Linked DNA regions of Drosophila melanogaster: region 1 is linked to region 2. The links are chromatin contacts, called in public Hi-C maps. All regions are on one chromosome and are shown on one strand. The core of a region is the stretch at or near the end of the contact, and the rest is flanking DNA. Distances in the headings are between cores, read along the strand shown. Region 1 holds the start of CG6966. Region 2 holds the start of eff (effete).

The links. A called contact is a pair of places that touch in the nucleus more often than the background predicts.
Region 1: a contact with region 2 is called in a Hi-C map of the S2 cell line, with 9 times the contacts expected there. A contact is called at or near these places in 8 of 107 Hi-C or Micro-C datasets (the D17-c3 cell line, the Kc167 cell line, the S2 cell line and 3 more) and 1 of 7 datasets of targeted methods (the Kc167 cell line).

Annotation. Positions count from the first base shown.
Region 1 is chr3R:15,093,666-15,096,998 of dm6, forward strand. It overlaps CG6966, which reads right to left and starts at 1,966. Exons shown (of 5, transcript NM_001300404.1): 1 at 1,202-1,966. The coding sequence starts at 1,261. It overlaps CG42788, which reads right to left. Exons shown (of 10, transcript NM_169609.4): 10 at 2,292-3,333.
Region 2 is chr3R:14,739,655-14,742,862 of dm6, forward strand. It overlaps eff (effete), which reads right to left and starts at 1,665. Exons shown (of 6, transcript NM_169601.2): 1 at 1,353-1,665; 2 at 726-1,286. The coding sequence starts at 749. It overlaps jvl (javelin-like), which reads left to right and starts at 1,928. Exons shown (of 6, transcript NM_142132.4): 1 at 1,928-2,937. The coding sequence starts at 2,524.

The sequences.
Region 1 (3,333 bases), core at 716-3,215, 350 kb after region 2:
ACCCAAGTGAGTTATTCCAGCTGATTTGCATTTCCCTCGTTCGAACCCATTTCCATGTCACGTATTCGCGTATGCACATCTAATTTTCCGAGCTGCCAGGCCCAAGTATATATGTACATATGCAAAATATGGCTGTGCTAAGCTTAGAATCAAACTGCTCGCTCGTACTAAATAATAAACACCCACCAGCCGCAGTGCAAAACAATGCAAAAGTGGGGGACAATGCAACAGCGCCAATTGCAGCCAGTCGCTGTGGCAGTTGCAGTTGCGTTGCTAAGTGCACGGGCTTCCATTTGGTGGCGGTGTGTGCCAATGTCAAGCTGCCCCTTTGGCTTCAATAGATGGCACACATGGATGCCAGACAAAGGCATAGCCACAGCTCAAGCTCGAGCCCAAGAACTTTGGTTATGCAAAGAGTGTGTTCGTTCGTAAGTCTTGCAGTCGCAAGCAAAAGTTTCGAATCCAATACGCCCACCAGCACACCAGCCAGACCGAACATATGTATTTGTTATTGTCTTGCGGGGGTGCGGCGCATTTAGCTAGATTCTAGCTGGGCGATCGATAAACTATGCTAGCATTGTTTTTAAAAATCAGCGGAAATTTTACAAGTCAGCAAACAAACCACACTTCGCATTCTAAACTATTGGAACACAAGAAATATAATATAATATTCTTATCACACTCCTCATGTTGCAATAATGGTTGTACAAATACAAAGGTATGTAAGGTTAGCGCACTTGGGTAGGTCTTTTATGCTATTTCATGGTCTTTCAGAAGCCCATCATCAACGAAATCTGAGGAGATAGGTCATTAGGTTAGCCATAATTGCAATCATTCTTAAAAGCACACGCTTGCATAATAAACGTAAGTCGAATCTAGATTTTTCCATAATTGGGCTATTTTCAAGCCAGATTCGAATGACGGCCCAACAGCACCGCTGGAACACATGCGCGTGTACGGCTTAGCGGAGAGAGCTTGTGTGTGTGTGCGTGTGCCGCGATAGTGCGCGAGTGTGTGTGTGAGCGAGAGAATTTTATTGATTAGTCACAAGGCTAAATAAGCTGCCGAGTTTACTGAGCAGCTGAGATTTCTAACAACAATCACAATAAGAATCTAGCAACTTTCCAATTGGACGGCCCAGGTGTGCAGGAGAAATTGTTGAACCCCAGTTCGCAATGCGTACGATATGTTCAAAACTCACCTTCAACTGCGCCAAATTGTTGTCCCTCGCTGCGTTGAAAACAATGAATTTGTAATCCATTTTTGTGATTCAGTTATTTGGCATAAATGCCACAGCAAGCAGCACGTTGAAAAATAATGATTTTAGGTAATTTTATGTCGCCTTTGCTTTGCTTCTTTCTTCGCCTTCGTCAAGAGAAAGAGAGGGCACGAGCGAGAGAGTGAAAGAGAGCGGCGAGATTCAGATTCTTGAGGATGCTGTTGCTGCCTTTTTTGCCTAGCAATTTATTTGTTGTTTGGTTTTTCAATTTTCTGCACAAAAGAACTTTCCAACCGAGCGAATATATGTACATATAATATGTGTAACGATTGCGATTGCGTTTTTGCCCGTACTTTTTATTGCTTCCGTGTCTTCCTGGCAATCGAATTGCATACAAACATACATATATCTTTTTGCGCACTTTGCATTCGCCTTTCGTGTTTCTTTTCTTTTTTTGCTTTCTTTCTTTTTCGGTCTCAGGAAGACGAAAATTGCATTTCCCTACTTCGACCCGCTGGCGATTTGTAATTGTAGCTCTCTAATTCGGTTACTAGAGCATCAAACGGCGCACTTTTACGATTCGTTTTGATTTAACATGGTATTCAGCACAAATCCAAATCCCTTCCCGAGTTTTTCGAAAACTCGTCCGACAGCCAGGAAAGCAGATCGATTGTGATGCTCTAAAATCGCTCGCGAGGAGTCGCGCTGTTTTGAACCGTCCCGCCCGCGATTGCAAAATAAAATGCCGTTTTTCAGCTGTGGCTGGTCATTTTTTTCCGTTTGTTTTCGCGTTAGGCGATTTGATTGAGAAGCGAAGTTGCGGTCACACTTGGCGTATTTACAGTATTTTTATATGGACCTGCCATCTCAAATTTTACACGTGTACGGAGTTGCCATCTTGATTTCTAAACGTCCGCAAGTGCACATGTATTTACATCAGTATGGCAGCTCCTGACAACTGCATATGTTAGGATGGCAACATAAAATGTGAGTAGCGCAGCAACCAGCAACAATCAGCATCAAACAGTAGCGGACAAAAGATTATTGCCACAAAATCCGGATATAACAATTTGAATTTGTATTTATCATTATTTTACTTTGGTTTTATTTATTGAATTTATTCCATACAATTTCATATGCATTTTGTATTTGTTTTCATTAAATCATAAACAGTTACATTGTTTTACATTGTACATTTGATTATGCTTTACTTAATAGGTATTATTATTTTAGTTCATATTTGTATATATCTTGTTTGTATATGTCATACGGTTATGTTTATTAAGAATACGTGTGTGTTTGTCTCAACGGAAAATCCAAAACAAAATGAAAACAATGGATTATCGATTAGTTATATTTAAACGGGTTATTCTTGAGTTTCTGCTTACTTTGATTAACGTTTAATCATATTGTGTACCATAATATAATTAGTTAAAGCTACAACTTAGTGCGCATTCTTGTACTTCAGCAACAACTACAACAAAAGATATGACACATAAACAATAACAAAAAAGTTGATCGTTTCTAACAACAACGAACGTATAAAATAATTCTTTTAAAACATTTGTTGTTAAACAAAGAAAATGTAAAAGTTTTGTTTTCAATAATTATTTTTTTTTTGCTTTTACTTTTTCCATTTTTTTATATCACAAGTTAAAATTTTGATTATTGTTTGGTCAATTTTATTATAATATTTATATGTATAGTACTTGTATATATGTATATGGTATTAGGTATGTGTGTAAATTATGTACATAAGAAAATATACTAATAGCATAATTTAATAAACATATTTCCGTAAGTTTCTCATATAAATTGGTCTAGATAATCAAGTCATGGTGTTTCATTAAATGGGGTTCCTCTTTTGGGCTGAGGAATTGGTTGAGTGCTTTTCTTAAGGGACTTGGTATACAGAGCAGTTCTAACGATTCGAGAGTGATATAAATATAGTTAAAAATATATGTTTGTTTTAGGAGATTAGAGAGAAATTCGAGTTAGTTGCATGCGTTAAGTTAAGAGAGTGTTCTTTTAATGATAATTTATCGAATTTATTTAGAAATATTTTGTAAGAAGGTCCTAGAGATGTGGTGGCACGATTAAAGTATAGGGATATA
Region 2 (3,208 bases), core at 415-2,914:
ATATATAAATATATATGCTTGGGGGCAGCACTATTTCTGAATTATCAGCGCAAAAAGTAGGGTTAGGTTAATTTTATACGCTTCTTGCTTTTGCTCTGTTTTATTTTTTGCTGGATCTTTCTGCGGCGCTGGCAGTGTGTGCGTTTATGTGTGACTGTTGCGAGGCTGAGAGTGTGTGCGAGTGCCGTGTACAGCGTGTATTGGGTAACAGCGCCCGTAGAGCTGCGAAAACTCCGCCGTATAGTTGCATTAATGTAAATGCATCCAGGTGCCCGGCACACACGCACACAAACAATGCACATTTGCATTGCACTTTCACGCACACGCATCGCACACACACTTATCCCACACTCTCGCAAAAGTAACGGAAGCGATGACTGCACTACACGTTGCCTTGCCCACCACACACACACATCCTTATACCTTTTTCACCACCCTCAAAATTTCTAATCTGCTCCTAATTACTAACTTATTAATTAAATGGTAACTCCACAGCTCATTTTCTCCCTTCCCTCTTGCACGCTTCTTTCCCCCCGCTTCTTCTTTCTTCTCCTCGGTTACTACCTACGTTTCACATTTCTTGCATAAAATTTTTCTCCCGTTGAAAACTGATGTCTGTTCGCTTTTTTTTTAGACTATCATTTTGGTGTATCGCAAAGGGTTCTGTTCTTTCTTTTTTTAGTCCGTTTCGCAAAGTTTTTTGAGATATTCCTTTTTTCACATACCTTATTGATTCTTTTTAACGCCATTTTCTGATTGAAATTTGATTTTCTGGGTTGTGTGTGTGTTTGGTTGGTTGTGTGTGTGTTTGGTTGGTTGTGTGCTGGTGTTGGTGTCTCGCGTATTTCTTTTGTTCTTCGCACAGAATTGGGTTTTATTCAATATATAATCCTCCTGCTTAGAATTGAACGAAAAACGAAACACAAAGCTGCGTTGCGCCTCTAGAACTTTGATGCTTAAATATGGCTCTTTCGGTTGAGTGTCCCTTGTCACGAAATAAAGCAGCACCAGCGCACTGCAAGTAAAAACGGCGACCCGACGAAGACTACGGCGACGATTATTTTTTCACAATCAATGCGGGGCCTTTCGACCGTTTGTGCGATAGAGACGACCGTTAGTGAGCTGAGAACGCAACGAAGCACAATCGTTACACCGAAGTGTAAGCCCGAGCGAGAGGAATGGTGTGTCTGTGTCGTGTGGTAGTGTTGTGAAGCGGAAGTCCAGCAGAGCAGTCCAGCTATATGACCTTTTCGCTAGGGGTGGCCAGATCGATTGGGTGGCAACGCCTTTTAGGTGAGGGATGAATCAGTTAATTACAATTTGATTGCCAATGCAAGACTCTTCATACTCACTTTAGTTCGGGAACAGCCAGAAGAAATAGTTTTACCGGCAGCGAGGAGGTGTTATATTTTATTCGAACTACCTTCTTATCGATGGTGCGTGCGCCCAAAAGCTTGCAACTTGTATGTAAATTTGTTAACACCCAACGTGTTGCAGGCTGCCGGAATGTTTTTACTGAGCAATTTTGAGATGTTGGTAATCCGAGTTCTTGAAAACTTTCCGACTAGCTACTGAGTTCTACAACTGAATTGACAGGGCGTTATTTTAAAATTTAAATTCACTCCAGAGCGCTGGTCTGGCAAGGCCGACGTGCCAATTCAGGATACTTGTCGATATTTTCCGTTGTGCTATCGATAGTTTTTGGGAATAACAGGCGTTAGTAGATTTTTAGTATTTAGATTTTATTATCATAAGGATGAAAATATTTTTAACAAAATAAACTGGTTCATTTAATTTAACTTTTTATTTTCTCACTACTCCAAATGGCGCTTCCGCTGTCTGAAACTGCCGTTATAATAGTATGAACAGTTAAAACAATCGACGGTAGCTGAATTTAATCAATGCAGCCCTCTTACCCTATACATCGATAGTATCGCATAAACATCGATTTTGGTTCCAGCTCTAACTTTAACTGTCTGCAAAATATTTCAAACAAAAGTGTTTGTTAATTAAGTAATATACTTAATATTAGTGGCTGTTTTGCTTCGACATTGATCGAATTGCGGTTGTGCAAGTGTTTTGTTTGATTTGTTGGCGTGTTTTTCCTAGTTTGGCGGCCCTTTGAACTCGTTCGTGTATCGCCATCTCTCTCCCACCCCCGCAATCGGCTTCGTGCGTATTTTTTTGTGAATTTTTACACAGAACTCACACTTTTGTATGGCCCAAGAATTTGTACAATATTTTTGCACTTGAAAAACAAGAAATAATGAAGAAAGCCAAGATAAACGCGACGATGTGCAAGTGCTAATCATTCAGTTTTGGCAAGCGCTGAACTTCGCTGACTTCTTGAACAGCAAAAAAGATGGAGGAGGATAATGCCAAGGTCCTAAGTAATAACAACAAGAACAACAGAAACAACAATAAGGGACGCCAGCAGCTGCAGGGACACGCCCACAGCTCCGCCACCGCCCACGCCTCCGTCGATATATTTATATTCGATTTATAGTAGCTGTAGTTGTAGTCATGCCAACAACAAAAACGCAAACACAGACAACAACAACTTGCAGCGAAGAGGAAGAAGCGGCGATAATACGAGAAAATTGCGATACGCCAATGGCGACCCCAGCAAATGCAACAACAGCAAACACAACAACTGCAGCACCCATAACAACAACAACAACAACAGTAAATACGCGCAGACAAGAAGAAGCAGCAGCAGTAGCTTCCACACCTAGTGTTACGAAAACGGCAACAACAACAAACATACTAGCCGCTGCAGCGGGATGCCACAAGCCGTTATTCTTCAGCCGCCGCTTTCAGGACAAACGGAACTTTAGCTCGCTACCGCTCTTCGTCTACGCGACCTCGCCATCAACGCACGCCCACTCAGCGGACGGAGTAGGCGTGGCCAAGGAGGCAGCCGCGTTTTGCCACAAGGTGAGTTTGTTGCACAAAGAACCAGATAAACTTGTAATATTAGGAGAACAAGGAACTTCTATAATTGCCAATCAAATATAATATATCCCCTTTAAGTTATGTATTATAAAATGTAGTATTTTATTTAAACTTTGATAATGCCATTTGTATGTATTTAGATTTAACCCCAAAACAGGAAAAGAAAACCAAAAATAAAGAATTCTGGTTGGAACAGAGAGTTTCCAGTTCGAGGGATTCGTTTGGCATGTCACAGAATTGTAATTGTAATAAA